Linked DNA regions of Mus musculus: regions 1, 2, 3 and 5 are each linked to region 4. Evidence: chromatin contacts called from public HiChIP or PLAC-seq and promoter capture Hi-C data. All regions are on one chromosome and are shown on one strand. The core of a region is the stretch at or near the end of the contact, and the rest is flanking DNA. Distances in the headings are between cores, read along the strand shown.

Region 1 (2,700 bases), core at 94-2,593, 320 kb after region 4:
GGTGAGGTGGGGCTGTGGCTTACACTCCCACCTCCTGCAGCCCAACTGCTATGCGAAGGTGATCACCATTGAGTCTCAGAAAAAGATTGTCATCTACTCGAAGCAGCCCATCGGCGTGGATGAGGAGATCACCTACGACTACAAGTTCCCACTAGAAGACAACAAGATTCCGTGTCTGTGCGGCACTGAAAGTTGCCGTGGCTCCCTCAACTGAGGTGGGGCAGGACCGGTGCCCTCACCCCTATTTATTCCCCCTTGGTGCCCTAAGCTCCCAGCACCCCAGCCTTATTGGGCTCAGCAGGGCCCACTGCCCCCACCTTCACGTGGGATAGGGAGCACTGAGGCCAACAAGGGAGCCTCAGTCCTTTGAGGCATCTGCTGCCTCCCCTATGCCCCATGCCCAAACACCCTCTTAATTTTTTTTTCTTTGCGAAGAAGAAGCTGTAAATGTTTTGTAGCTGCCAGCAGCTGTTTCCTGTGGAAACCTGGGGTACCAGCCTGTATAGATGCTATTCTTGGGGGCTGCATAGCCCTTTGCTTCATGTTAATGGGGACTTCCCCTTCTGCCCTATGTGCACCCCGCCCCAGTTTAGGGGTCTCTGGGGCAGTGGCCATGTTCTCCCCCTGGGGGGGCCTTTGGCCCCTAGTCCTGGGAACTCTGTGCCTGGAACCCTGCCTCATCTGTTCCTGCCAGACCCTGTGGGTCACCCTCCCACCCTGGTGTCTCAGGGCTCTGGCTCAGTGGGCCAGGATGGTGGGGGGCAGGCCCTTCTTGTTGGGCTGGATTGTACATAATGTTAATAGTGAAACCCAACACCACATTTTTATAATTGTGATTAAACTTTATTGTACAAAAATGCTTGGTCAGTATCTTTGGGAAGAGCAGACTGGGATGCAAGTTGCCACAGTGGGTGAAGCAGGAGAGAGGGGGAATGGGTGGCTTTGAGTTTGGGGTGAATCAACCTGCAGACCGCAGTGCTGCTTTGGACCAACCACCTAGATACAACAAACATGCCAGATCTGTCTCACTATGGATGCTAGCCAGAATTATGTCAAGATCAGGTTTACCCTGCTCTCCCTCCCAGAACCATAGCTGGTGCTGGGCCTTCAGCCTACTGGGAGACCCAGCAGGAGGGACAAACATATCAGTGATGGGGGCATCCCTTCCCTACCCTATTATCCTGAAATACACTACCAAATGGGCAGGTTCTGTCCTTTGCCTGCCACTGAAGAGTGGACTGGCCACCAGGGGGCACTCTGGCAAGAAAATTCCCTCCAAACCCCCTTGCCCGCCCCTAGGGGTGGAGGCTAGGCTGGTCTCCTTCCTGGAATGGGTCAGGAGGGAGGAGCGAGCGGAAGGAAGGAAGCCTATGTACATCTAGCTGGTCCACCAGTCCAGGACACAACCTCCTCCAGTGGCCAGTTTGTGCGCCCTGGGACTTACTACAGGTAGGCAGAGCTGATACTGAGGCCCAGCTGGCCTGCCTTTTAGCCTGCGCCCTTCCAACCTCCCTATTCAACTCCTTGCTTTCTCTGCCTGTCCTTTAGTAATCTAGTCTTTTTTTTTTTTTTTTTTTTTCCCCCCACCCGCCTCAATCCCTCCCATTCTGCATCCAATTCTAGTGACTCAGCAGTTAGGGTCAGAGGGCAGGGAGCCTTAGTGCTACAGGCACAGAAAACTGCAACCCACCCCTGCTACTCAGCCTCTCCACCCACACTGCTCCCACCTAATGATCCCTTCTATGAAGAACACATGGTTGGAGCAGGTGCTACCAGGCAATTCTAGTGAGCTAAATTCTCTTCCCACAGCTGGGCATGGCAGACTCTGCACAGGTGCCAACACTGGTATACCTGGTCACAGGTGGCTGCGGCTTCCTGGGGGAACATATTGTTCGGATGCTGCTGGAACGGGAGCCCAGGCTCCGGGAGCTGCGTGTCTTTGACCTGCACCTGAGTTCTTGGCTGGAGGAGCTGAAAGCAGGTGACTGGAGTGGGGCAGTAGCAGGAGGTAGGGAGGCCCCATCCCTTCCCAGACTGGGATACCTCAGCTTATGGAAAAGATGATTCCTGTTTGTTCTCCACCAGACAGAGGGGCCGGGTGAGTCATTGGTTCATGTGGCTTCCAGGGTGTGGACAGGCCAAACTCAGCAGCTGGCTAAGGCCCCAGCTCTGACACTGCCTCGGGTCTCCACCAGGGCCTGTGCAGGTGACTGCCATCCAGGGGGATGTGACTCAGGCCCATGAGGTGGCAGCAGCCATGTCTGGATCACATGTGGTCATCCATACAGCTGGGTTGGTGGATGTGTTTGGGAAGGCCAGTCCAAAGACCATCCACAAAGTCAACGTGCAGGGTGAGCTGCTACCTACCTGTTGGCCCCTAGTGTGTGGCCTGCCTCTGACCAGTGATTTTTATGGGAGGGCCTGTCCTTTTTGATAACCTTGTCCATTTACTGCTGTCGAACCCTGTCCTGACCTGATGCGGTTCTCCTTGGACACTGGGGGGGGGGGGGGGGCAGAAGGAGTGAGAGGCGGGAAGACACAGCTTGCGTCTGTCCCTTTCCTCCATAGGCACACAGAATGTGATTGATGCTTGTGTGCAGACTGGCACTCAGTACCTGGTCTACACGAGCAGCATGGAAGTGGTGGGGCCTAACATCAAGGGCCACCCCTTCTACAGGTGAGCTCAGCCCCACTTAATCT
Region 2 (2,810 bases), core at 159-2,658, 260 kb before region 4:
TGGTGTGTGGGAAGGAGATAGATAGTCCGAGATCACAGGCCAGGGGACAAGATGAAGCTAACCAGGACTGTGCAGTCCCAAGTCATTTCTTTGCTCCTAACCAAAGCCATCAGGGACAGCTGGCCACAGTACATGAGACATCAGAATGTGGTGGCTGCACACCTGTAATCTCAGCACTCAGGAAGCTGAGGCAGGAGGATTGTCACATTTGAGGCCACCATGGCCTACATAGTGAGTTCCAGGCCAGCTAGGGCTAATGTGACACCATGGCTAAAAACAAAAACAAGCCACAACAACAACAAAAGCATCGAACAAACCAGGCATGCATATATATACCTGTAATCTCAGGAGGAGGACTTTGAGTTTCAGGCCAGTCTGGGCTACACAGTGAATTTGAGGTCCCTGAGCTACATAGAAAAACCTTATCTCAAAACAAGAAACACTGGATACTTTGGGCTAGATTGTTACCAGAAACAGGTGCCCCCTTTTGGGTCAAGGGGCTGTGACAAGCCAGCCCTACAACTGACCTCTGGTTTTCCATAATGGAAGAAAGGCTTAGCTCCTGCCCCTCCCCCTTCTCACCAGTCTGAGCAGTCCACAGAGTCCCCAAAGCCAGGCGTGTCCACCAAGGTCAACTTCACCTTGATACCTCCCTCCTCAATCTCCACACCCCGGCGCTCAATGGTCAGAGTTTGTGCCGTGCGAGCTATGGGGACAGAGAATTGGCTGCGTAGGGCTCTGAAGCAGGGCTCCATTCCCACATGTGTTTTCAGGGGAGGAAACCATCTCAGAGAAAACCAGAGGCCACCAAAGTCCCCAGATAGAAAGAAAAAGAATGCAGCCTGATAACACAGGAAGAGGCCAGGGACAGCACAGAGGGAAGCCAGGACAGCAGTGGGGATGGGAAGCCTGTGGAGACTCGGGGTAGATTTACCACTGGCATCTGGCACCTGCCGATCCTCGTAGAGGTTGGTGAGGAACAAGCTGTTGATGAGGGTGGATTTCCCCAGGCCTGACTCCCCTGTGTACGGGACAGGCCCACTGGTCAGACAGGAGGATGGCCATGATCTCATAAGTACATCACCCCCTCCAGAACCCACAGACCTGCCACCATGAGTGTGAAGTCAAACCCCTTCTTGACAGACTTGCGATGCAGCTGGTTGGGCAGGGCAGCAAAGCCCACATATTCCTTGTCCTGTGGGGGTAAAGGGAGACAATATGAGGTTCTTGGACATGGCAGGGAGTGCCCCAGTACCACCTGAGCCCAAAAGCTAGTAAGGCCACTTACTGTGGGTTAACTTTGAACTGGGGACCCTCGAGGGAGAGAGCTGGCCCTGAATGACTAGATTCCTGGGCCCCCGAGAACTCACCATGGCTCTGCTGGTTGTCGCTTGCACCTGGTGTTGCTCCCCACTTCCTCTGGTGGGGCAGGAAGTTGAACGGTGTCAAACAAAGGGGGGGGGGTGGAGTGAGGGGGCAGTGCAGGAAGCTGAGCTGCTTAGAGAGAGGTGAGAACCCATGCCCATCCCTTTTCTTTTAGTCCAAAGATTTTATTCTTTGCGCACACAAGTAGAGGCCAGAACAGGGCATTGGATCCCCTGGACCTGGAGTCACAGGGAGCTGAGCATTGCCTGGCATAGACAGAGGGAGCTGAGTTTGGGTCCTCTGTAAGAGTGGCACCCTCTGAATTGATAAGCCCCGATGCATCTCTTCCCGCCACCTTATATACAGCTTCAGCCCCTTCATTCTCCACATGGCTTTATGATGAGACTTACCATGGCCCTCATCATCATGGTGAGAGGTGGGTATGGACAGAAAGAAAGGAAGCAAGATGTTCTCCTTAGCAAGTCTGATAAGAGTTGAGCAAGATGATTTGCAAAAAGTAAAAAAAAAGTTCCCAGGGTGTGAGCGAACATAAAAACCACGATAGAATTGGAGGTAGGTGACTAACAGTTCCAGGCTCAGGCTATGGGTTCTTTTTGAGGGTCTTAGTGCTTGGATTGAACTCAAGTCATGGGTACTGCTGTGCTCAACTCCACTATACTCCCAGCTCCCAATGGATTTTGGACATTTTGACACAGGACTGTCAAAGGTCTTGCTGTCTATCCAGTCAGGCCTTGAATCAGCCTCCTGAAAGCTAGGACTCCAGGCCCACGTGTACCTCCATTACAGCTGTCTTGCTTTTGAGACTGGATCTCCTGGAAGCCTAGGCTGGCTTCAAACTCACTTTGTTGTCAGAATGACCTTCAGCTCTTGATCTACTATGCCTTGTCCCTGGCTGTCCAGGGCTGGGATTACAGGTGTGTGCAGACCTGGTATTTGGTCACAACTATCAGAAAGGCTTTCAAGATCCAGACCCAGGAAGTCACAGCTCAAACTCTTGAGAGCTGCTCCCCCAACGCCCCTAGCCCCTCTACATCAGAATGCAGTCTGCACTCTAGTCTTCTAGTCTTGGGAAGCAAGGTTTGTTTGTCCCTCTTTGCCTGATGGCCTCTCTCTCTCTCTCTCTCTCTCTCACACACACACACACACACACACACACACACACACACACACACACACACACACACACGAGTGATCTGTCTTCACAAACACCCAGAAGGGAGAATCAGATCCCATTACAGATGGTTGCTAGGAATTGAACTCAGGACCTCTGGGAGAGCAGTCAGTGCTGTTAACCAATAGGCCATCTCTCAAGGCTTTTATTTATTTATTTTTACGATTTATTTATTTATTATATGTAAGTACACTATAGTTGTTCTCAGACACTCCAGAAGAGGGCGTCAGATCTTGTTACGGATTATTGTGAG
Region 3 (2,808 bases), core at 119-2,618, 440 kb before region 4:
CCTGGAACCCACTCTGTAGACCAGGCTGGCCTTGAACTGAGATCCACCTGCCTCTGCCTCTTGAGTTCTGGGATTAAAGGTGTGCGCCACCACTCAGCTTCCAATTACCATTTCTTAATAAAGATTTCTCAAAATACCCAAAGGTTTGTTTCAGATTCTACACTACAAGTTTATGCTTTTCTACCAATGTATTTCCTCATACTACATTTGTTTATGGGACTATTTGAAAATGATTGTAATTTCTTGGAAAGGGCTAACAGTCTTTCAGCACTTTAACGTTTACTACATACCAAGCACCCTGGGTCTCAGAGTCTGTATTCGGACATAACTGTCAAGGGCAGAGGCATTACAGTGTAACTACCTGAGTGTGAATTTAGATTCCCAATATTTACTAGTTGTGCTATCTTGAAGAAGCTATCTACCCCATTTATGCCTGCTTCCTCTTGTCAAAACACAAGTACAGGGGGCTGGTGAGCCTTAGAAATTGAGTGCCTATTAGTTTTCTAGAGGTTCTGAGTTTGGTTCCCAGGGTCCACATCTGGTGGCTCACAGCTGCCAGTAACTCCAGCTTTAGAGGGTCCAACACTTCTGGCTTCTGCGGAGATCCACACATAGGTGGCACACATTGATAAAATTAAAGCTTTTTGTTAAAGACAGGGCATTAACAGTCATGACCTCAGAGCTCTGTACAACATTAAACGGTTCATCACAAAATGCTTGCAGCACTGCCTGGCTGAGGCGTTCTCCTAAAGGTCTGCCTCCCCCAAAGCCAAACAAACAGGCCAGATTTCGGCCTATAGAAAGAGGAAAGACACGCATACGCAAATCGTCTTAGGAAAGATTTGGAATCTCCTGGCAGCCAGCCTTTTCACCAGGAAAACAGCATCCGGTTCCAAGGCTGGAGGGAAAGGATTTTCCTTTGCCGTGTGATCTCACACAGCCTTCAGTCGGAGTGGGATCTCTGAACAGACAGACAGACAGACAGACAGATAAAGAGGCTCTTCGCTGCTCAGTCTTTACAGACGGGTGGCTGCCCGGCTTTACAGATGACACAAATTGAAGCGCACACATTAGCGCTCAGGCTCTAGACAGGAGCTGGAGCCTCGGCAGGGTCTCAACCCCCTCTACACCGCCGAAGGCAGCGAATAGAGGACAGGGTGCGGTGGCGCCCACCTCCACGCCCGCCAGCCAGCGTCCCCTCGCCCTTCCGCCCCGCGCCGGCTGGATTTTCCGGGACCACTGCTACTCTGTAAGTCTCACGCAGTGGTGCTCCCTCCTCCCGGCCCGCGTACCTGAGGTGGCCGACGCCATCTCCCGTCGCTGCGGACACGTCTTAGCCCTTAAGCTCATAGCCTTCCCTTCTTCGGCCCGCTTCTCTCTTTTGAATTACCGGGGCCCCGCCTCCCTCTCAGATTCGACCAATCGCAGCTACGTGCCGCCGGAAGTTTCGGTTCTAATTTACCGTAATTCCGCCGTCTCGGGCTCACTTCCGGTCTCGAAAGCAAAATATTCCCAGGGATAGGGCCCTGGAGTCTGTCACTAAATGGTCAGTAACTGAGGTCCCTGCACTTTCAGGCTTTTGAATTGCCAGGTTGGAATTGGCTAAATGCAGACTTTCGCCCGACTTTTCCTTCTCAGCTTTTCTTCTGAAAGCACTTGATTGATTCTATATTCAAAGTTCCCAGCTCTGAATACAATTTTTGCCTTTTGGAGCGGACAGAATCTCTTTGTAGCCCTGGCTGTCCTGGTGTGAGAAGGCAAAAAGTTCCTCTTTGAACTTGACTCCCCCACCACCACCCCTTTTTTTTTTCTTACTGTGGGAAAGTTCCCAGCCCTGTTTTAGAATCTTGGGACAAAATGCCCCCAGCTAATTGCATGCGTTTGGCTTCTGTTAAACTGCTTGCTTTCCTTTGCCCTGCAACTGCCAAACAGGATGTAGTTTTTGTGTGCTCTTTACCTTTAAAAGCTTCTGTAAAATGCAGTTGAGACTGCTTTGTGAGGAGTTTCTTTCCAGGAATTTTCTAGCGACTTAATACAGATTGTCAAACCAGACTTTGGTGGTCTTTGGGTCTCTAACTAGCAACATTGTAACTCACTATGTAGACCAGGCTGGGTTTAAACTAACAAAGACCTGCGCTCTTCTGCCCTGGAAGCTGCAACACTTTGCCATCTAACCATGAAGGACCACAGTGAGACAGATTATCTTTAGGTAGCCCTGGCTGTCCCAGAATGGTGTAGACTAAACTGGACTCAAACTCACAGAGACCTGTCTGTCTTTGCCTTCCTGGTGCTGGGACTAAAGACAGGAATCAAAGTTGTGTGTCACTACACCCAGCTAAATTCAAAGATATTGACTAGCACAATTTACAGGTCTAGAATGAGACGGCATTTCACACAATCAAGAACTGATTGGTCACAGTCTAGTGACTTAAGGTTAACTTCATTACCATGGAAATGGAAACTGGACTGTTTGACATTTTGGTTATTACTTCTAAATTCTTTTTTTTTTTTTTTCCTTTCTTTTTCTTCTTCGAGACAGGATTTCCTCTGTATAGCCCTGGCTGTCCTGAAACTCACTCTGTAGACCAGGCTGACCTTGAACTCAGAAATCTGCCTGCTTCTGCTTCCAAAATGCTGGGATTAAAGGTGTGCACCACCACTGCCCGTCTTACTTCTGAATTCTTAAAAGCAAACTTTCAGTTTGATATGTAAAAACTTTGCACCACTCTGAATGTTTTGTTGTTGCTGTTATTTATTTATTTAGAGATGGGGGTCTCTCTAAGTGGCCCTGGTTGTCCTCGAACTTAC
Region 4 (2,816 bases), core at 135-2,634:
AGAGCAAATATTTACCTCGGAACTCATTACCAAGTGAATTAATGTGAGAGAGTACTTCGCACTGGAGTGCAAAGTGTTTATTATTGTTGAGCACAGGAAGGGACGGCCACTGGGAGCTTGGTCTCCGCCCCACCTCTGACTCTCGCGGATCGTGCTTGGGTTTTCTGAGACGCCACGGTAGACAGATCCGCCCAAAGACGGGCAGAAGGCATTAGCGCCATGCGCTTGCGCGAAATACCAACAGGCAAAAAGGCAGCCACTACACACCAGAAAAGCGCACCTAGGACAGCCTAACGCCTACCAGTGGCCTGCTGCCTACCACTCCAGGCACCACCTCCCAGTGCCTCGCACTGTCTCTCAGTAGATGGCCAATAAACAGAGAGCAGGAAGAGGCGGGTGGCCTAAGGAACTGCTCCAAACACCTACTTCGGACCAGTCCAGTCACAAGACCTGGGGAGGGCGGGGCTAACCTGACAACCCAATCCCACATTTGAAGGCTGTTACGTCCGGCACTCCGGCGACTTTGACTCCGCCCTTTGCATTGACGTTTACTTGCCAACCTATAAACGACTGAGCCTCGGAGGGAGGGGGAAGGAGGCGGAGAGAGGAAGGAGGCGTTGGCTGAGGAGGAAGAGGGAGGAGGGGCAGGGAAGTTCTGGTGGAGAAGAGCCGTAGACGCCGAAGAAGACAACAGGAGGATACGGCGGAGTTCCTCACTGTCCAGTGGCCTTTCCGGATCCTTCTAGCTACAAGCCGGTTAGGAACGGAGGAAAGGAGGAAGAGTCTTTTATGTCGGAGGACAGAGAGAGAAGCTCTATCCGTCACCGTTGCCTCACATCCGGGACTTTGGACGGCAGGCTCCGCCCCCTTGCACCTTTCAAGGCTACGGGAGGCGGAGACCTCGTTAAATCTCCTTAAAGGGGTGGGTACCGAACTCGGCCGACTCCAACGCCAGTCTTAAAGGGGACAGCAGAAGCTGACAAACAACTCCTGCTGGAAGAATTGGGGCAAGTGGAGTTTTCCTACCTCCTGCCCCACGCAAGAAGTTCATTAAATTCATCTTAAAGGGGAAGTGACAGCCTGTGAAGGGCTAGAAACTTAGCTACGCTCTCTAAAAAGGGACGACTCGCTGTTTGAAGGCCTCTGGACTCTTTAAAGGGGTGGCCTCTTTCAGCCGGAGGACTTGAGACACTTTTAAAGGGGAAGTCGTGCTTTCCGCCCCTTTTAAAGGGGTGGTCCTTCCTCTTCCTCTGGGAGACTTGCCTCGACCCCTGGCACGGGGCCGCCACCGCACTAGACCAGCCGGACACGGTGGAGTCGTCTTAAAGGGGCCGGGGGCTGGACAATTTGAGGCCTCGCCTTAAAGGGACGGCCGCCCAGTTTTAGTCGTCGCGGCCCCGCCAGCCCTACAGGGGGGGCCTTCAGGCTTGTCGCCCCGGGGGCGGCGCCGGCTCTCTGGGCCTTGGCCTTGGGGCAAGCCAGAGGCCAGCGGATCCTGTTTTAAAGAGGAAGCCGGAGCTCTCCCGTCCCTGTGCAAGCGCCAGCGCCGCGCTCGCGACCCGGGGCCTGTGGACAGGCCGCTTCGGGCCCCGCCGCCTCCGGATGCGGCGCTGAGGGCCGTCACCATGGAGACGGCCGCGGCCCCAGGCCCGGGCTGGGCAGCTGAAGGGGAGCGGCGACGGAGACGCTGCTCGCGGCGAGACCGTGATCGGGAGCAGCGGCGCCGCCGAGGTCCAGGCGGTGACGCGCCCCGGGCCTTGTTGGCCGCCCCGCGAGGCTCTTCATCCTCCTCGTCACCGCCGCCGCCCGCCCGTCCCTGGTCGTCAGCTTCATCTGGAGAGCGGCCTGGGGGCCTACGACGGCGGCGGCCCCGACCCAGGCCTCGACCCCCGAGACCGCGAGCTCGGAAGCGGCCTGCCGGTTCGGGCAGCCGCGGAGAGGAAGAGGACGAGGAGGAAGAGGGGGGCGCAGACGACGGAGAAGCCGAGGAGGAGCCTGAGGAGGAGGAAGAGGAGGAAGACCTGATCGATGGTTTTGCCATCGCTAGCTTTGCCAGCCTTGAGGCCTTGCAGGTGTGCCCTAATGGGATTTGGGGGTCTTTGGGAGGTGGGTCAGAAGGGCAGAGAGAAGGGTATAGCCCTTACAGAGGATGGGGTTGAGGGGGCAGTGGTGACACCCCAAACCAGAGCAACCGGCTCCTCTTGCCGGGTTTCTGCCCCACCCTGGGGTGGGAGGAGGTAGAGCTAGTGTCTGGGGACTACCTAGGTTCCCCTGCTTGAGAGGCACTTGAGTAACTTGGTCACCCTTAGAGAGTTAAGGAGCTTTTCTTTCTCCAACCACATTTCCACCACCTCTTCTACAGAAGGATGCATCTCTTCAGCCCCCAGAACGACTGGAACATCGGCTGAAGCATTCTGGGAAACGGAAGAGGGGGGGCTCCAGTGGGGCCACTGGGGAACCAGGGGACAGCTCAGACCGTGAGCCTGGCCGACCCTCTGGGGATAGGCCCCGTAAATGGCCCAATAAGCGAAGAAGGAAAGAGGTGAGCATGTCCCAGATTCCAGTCCTTCCAATTTGTTCAGTCGGAATATATCATTCCTGTAGACTGACTTCCCACGAGCATCACAACTGCCGATCCCAGCAGTAATCCTAGTGTCTAGGAGCACAGGGGAAGGCAGAACAAATTGGACAGCAGCCCCATCTCCAATCCAGGTCTGAAGGACCTAACTAGAGTCAAACTCACTTGCTTTTGCTTGTGCTATGTATACTACTAACAAGCTGATAATTCAAGAGATACATCAAAGACAGCTGAATTA
Region 5 (2,700 bases), core at 166-2,665, 450 kb after region 4:
ACCTTTAAGACCAGTCACTCTATTCTGAATGCCTTTCCAGCCTTTCTCCACTAGGCTAGAGAGCCATCCGGGCACAGCCCCTCCATGGCATGTTTGGATCAGCCGGCTAGGTCACAGGTGTCGCTCTCAGCTTCCAGGGCCCTCTCCACAGAGTCCAGGCTGGCTGACACCTGTTCTCATGCCTATGACTGTTCCAACTGCACCAACCTGAGCGTTACCTAGAGACACACCTGTTTCCACCCTCTCCCCATCTGCTGAGCACAGGAGAACTAGGGGTGTGATTGAACATTGCAAGGAAATTGGATTCCTCAGGTTGGGGACCTGAGCCGCTCCCCCCACCCCCCAAGCTAGCAGTAGGCAGAGAAAACACCTAGCTAGATTCTTCCTTCATTCCCTCACAATCCTGACAATGGCTACTACTCAGACTGCAGCTGAGGCGCATCTAGGCTCCAAGGGGCTTTCACTTCCCAATCTCCCGGTCTTCCTCACAGCCCTAGAAGAACAGAACTGAACAGCTTTTCAAGGCAAAGAAACTGGAGCTTTGAAAGATAAGGAGACAAGGCTACTAGATAGTTATGCTCAGACCGGAAACCAGTCTACACTGGAGCTGATCTTCTCAGAGCCACCTCCCCTACCCACACTGAGAGTCAGGCTTCGATTATGCCCGCGGACAGCTCACTGCATCTCTTTACCTCAGTTTCCTCATAAAACAAGAGCCAAGATTCCATACACTCAGAGCTGTTGGGACACTTAGTGTGGCTAAGTGCAAGCCCAGCTAGGCGACAAGTGTTCCTACAACCCGCCAGGGGACACCGAGCCGCTGTGCCCTCACTCCCCCAACTCCCGCAGAAAGCCTCACCTTCAGTCCCGTCAGCTCCTGGAGGGAAAGAAAGAGAGAGGAGTTGGCAGGGAGGCCTGAGTCCCCAGAGCCCTTCACGCCAACCGCTTCCCCATAGGGTGATTCCTTGTTTGGGGGACTAACAAGAGAAGAGGGGAAGACGGTAGGAACACGGAGATTCGCGAATTCAGTCTACACGGGGACCAGCCTGCTCTCACCGGGGCTCCTTCTCCAACCCTCCCTCCCGCGGATCCATACTTACGGATTCCCGACTGGAGCAATCCGAGAAGGAGCAGAATGGTCACAGCTTCCAGCTGCCCAAGTCCCAGGCCCACCCTTAGGGCCATGGCCTAGGACAAGGGCCCCCCGAAGGAGCCCCTAGGTAGAAAGGGAAGAACCAGAAGGCTGGTTTTGAAGGCAGGATCTAGGTGTGGGATCAGAGTGAGGAATCCCAGGATCTAGGCTGGGAAGGTGAAGCAGGCTTCTCGGCAGAAAATGGCCAGGGGGAAGACGGGACACACCTTTAGTCTCTCTGCAGTGACCAGCGTGGACCTGTTCTGCCTTACAATTTGGTCAACAGAGACCTCTCCAGGCACTTCAGGAGCCAACCACCTGTGGGCTCCTCCCTCAGCCACGCCCTCCTCCTCCTCCTCGGAAAGCAGGCTTTTTTTTTTCCTGCTTCTGGCCTCTGTGGTCCTTTCCTGGATCCTTTCGCAGTGGGTGCTTTTGATACAGGAAAACTGATCCTGGACAGTCAGAAAGCAGTCCCAGGCAGGACTGGGAACCCTAAGGGCCAGCCAAGTACCCCAGGTCTTATTGGTCACTCAGTTATCACCCCCCCTCCCCCCACTCCTAGTCCCCTCTTCCCCGACAACCTGGCCTGGTCTAGACCTTATTAAGGTAGGGCCACAGCCGCTGCTCAGCCCTTCCCATCCCTCCTCAGGCCAGGTATCTAAAACTAGCATGGGGGAATGCCCCAGGCCAAAGCCATTCGTGGCAGGCCCTCTGTAGAAACACCTTCCTGCAGGTGTTGAGCACGGCTGGCTATTGACAATCATCCGGTAAGTATTTGCTAAGTACCTATCTGTGCACCCGGCACAAGTGGCAGACTGTACCATCTATGACCTCCTTAAGATGATGATGAAGTGGGGATGTCAGACTCGAATCAAGTAACAAAAGGCAATTATTGATTAATCATTTCAAATTAGGAGCTGTGATATAGACCCAATTAGTGGGACTCTCAACTGCACAGTAGCTGCAGGGCTCGTGGAAGAACAACGCTGGGAACCAAATCCTCAGAGGGCATGGAAAGATGCCAACCAAACAACACTGGCAAAGTTAGGCCAGGTGTGGTGGCACGTGTCTTTAAAGCCAGTTGTGCTTTGTCCCACGGAGGCACAGGCAGGCAGATGTCTGTGAGTTTGAGGCTAGACTGGTCTACATAGCAAATTCTAGGATAGCCAAGGCTACATAGAGAAAAATCTCTAAAAAAAAAAAAAAAAAAAGCCGGATGTGGTGGCACACTCCTTTAATCCCAGCAGCACTCAGGAGGCAGAGGCAGGGGGATTTCTGAGTTCGAGGCCAGCCTGGTCTACAAAGTGAGTTCCAGGACAGCCAGGGCTATACCGAGAAACCCTGTCTTGGAAAAAAAAAAGAATAAATAAATAAATAAATAAAGACAAAGCCGGGGTGTTGTGAAGTAGGTAGGGTAGGAGTTCAGGGAAAGGCCTAGGGAAGGCTCGGTGGTAAAGCAATTCCCACGTGCAGGCCCATAAAAACCCAGGTTCCGATCCCTGGCTTTCTGTAAAGTGTGAGTGTGGCGGTTCACAGCTGCAACCCCAGGACAGTCCTGGGTGGGAGTC

The links. Promoter capture Hi-C pulls out the DNA fragments that hold promoters and counts their contacts. HiChIP or PLAC-seq counts read pairs in DNA pulled down with a chosen protein or histone mark. Capture Hi-C pulls out chosen DNA fragments and counts their contacts.
Region 1: a contact with region 4 is called in a promoter capture Hi-C map of adipose tissue. The contact joins the promoter of Hsd3b7 here to the promoter of Fbrs in region 4. A contact is called at or near these places in 1 of 115 datasets of contacts at active chromatin or transcription factors (hepatocytes) and 1 of 9 other capture datasets (adipose tissue).
Region 2: a contact with region 4 is called in an H3K27ac HiChIP or PLAC-seq map of regulatory T cell precursor, with 4 times the contacts expected there. The contact joins the promoter of Septin1 here to the promoter of Fbrs in region 4. A contact is called at or near these places in 7 of 39 promoter capture datasets (the C10 cell line, embryonic stem cells, hippocampal neurons and 3 more), 16 of 484 Hi-C or Micro-C datasets (CD8 T cells, the MNK3 cell line, Sertoli cells and 9 more), 20 of 115 datasets of contacts at active chromatin or transcription factors (the SCID.adh cell line, Th17 cells, bone marrow-derived dendritic cells and 14 more) and 3 of 9 other capture datasets (adipose tissue, liver and pancreatic islet).
Region 3: a promoter capture Hi-C map of liver shows a contact between it and region 4, with 2.3 times the contacts expected there. The contact joins the promoter of Kif22 here to the promoter of Fbrs in region 4. A contact is called at or near these places in 2 of 39 promoter capture datasets (liver and pre-B cells), 1 of 484 Hi-C or Micro-C datasets (erythroblasts) and 1 of 115 datasets of contacts at active chromatin or transcription factors (bone marrow-derived macrophages).
Region 5: a contact with region 4 is called in an HNF4G HiChIP or PLAC-seq map of pancreatic cancer cells. The contact joins the promoter of Prss8 here to the promoter of Fbrs in region 4. A contact is called at or near these places in 1 of 484 Hi-C or Micro-C datasets (embryonic stem cells), 5 of 115 datasets of contacts at active chromatin or transcription factors (bone marrow-derived dendritic cells, embryonic stem cells, memory CD8 T cells and 2 more) and 1 of 9 other capture datasets (pancreatic islet).

The regions. Positions count from the first base shown.
Region 1 is chr7:127,799,266-127,801,965 of GRCm38.p6, forward strand. Hsd3b7 (hydroxy-delta-5-steroid dehydrogenase, 3 beta- and steroid delta-isomerase 7) reads left to right here and starts at 1,344. Exons shown (of 7, transcript NM_133943.2): 1 at 1,344-1,449; 2 at 1,810-1,981; 3 at 2,196-2,351; 4 at 2,569-2,677. The coding sequence starts at 1,816. Setd1a (SET domain containing 1A) reads left to right here. Exons shown (of 19, transcript NM_178029.3): 19 at 41-857. The coding sequence ends at 214.
Region 2 is chr7:127,217,037-127,219,846 of GRCm38.p6, forward strand. Septin1 (septin 1) reads right to left here and starts at 1,409. Exons shown (of 11, transcript NM_017461.2): 1 at 1,371-1,409; 2 at 1,105-1,195; 3 at 935-1,021; 4 at 583-706. The coding sequence starts at 1,373.
Region 3 is chr7:127,041,052-127,043,859 of GRCm38.p6, forward strand. Kif22 (kinesin family member 22) reads right to left here and starts at 1,369. Exons shown (of 14, transcript NM_145588.1): 1 at 1,293-1,369. The coding sequence starts at 1,350.
Region 4 is chr7:127,477,574-127,480,389 of GRCm38.p6, forward strand. It overlaps Fbrs (fibrosin), which reads left to right and starts at 1,385. Exons shown (of 18, transcript NM_010183.2): 1 at 1,385-2,072; 2 at 2,363-2,542. The coding sequence starts at 1,626.
Region 5 is chr7:127,928,698-127,931,397 of GRCm38.p6, forward strand. Prss8 (protease, serine 8 (prostasin)) reads right to left here and starts at 1,416. Exons shown (of 6, transcript NM_133351.3): 1 at 1,101-1,416; 2 at 860-877. The coding sequence starts at 1,185.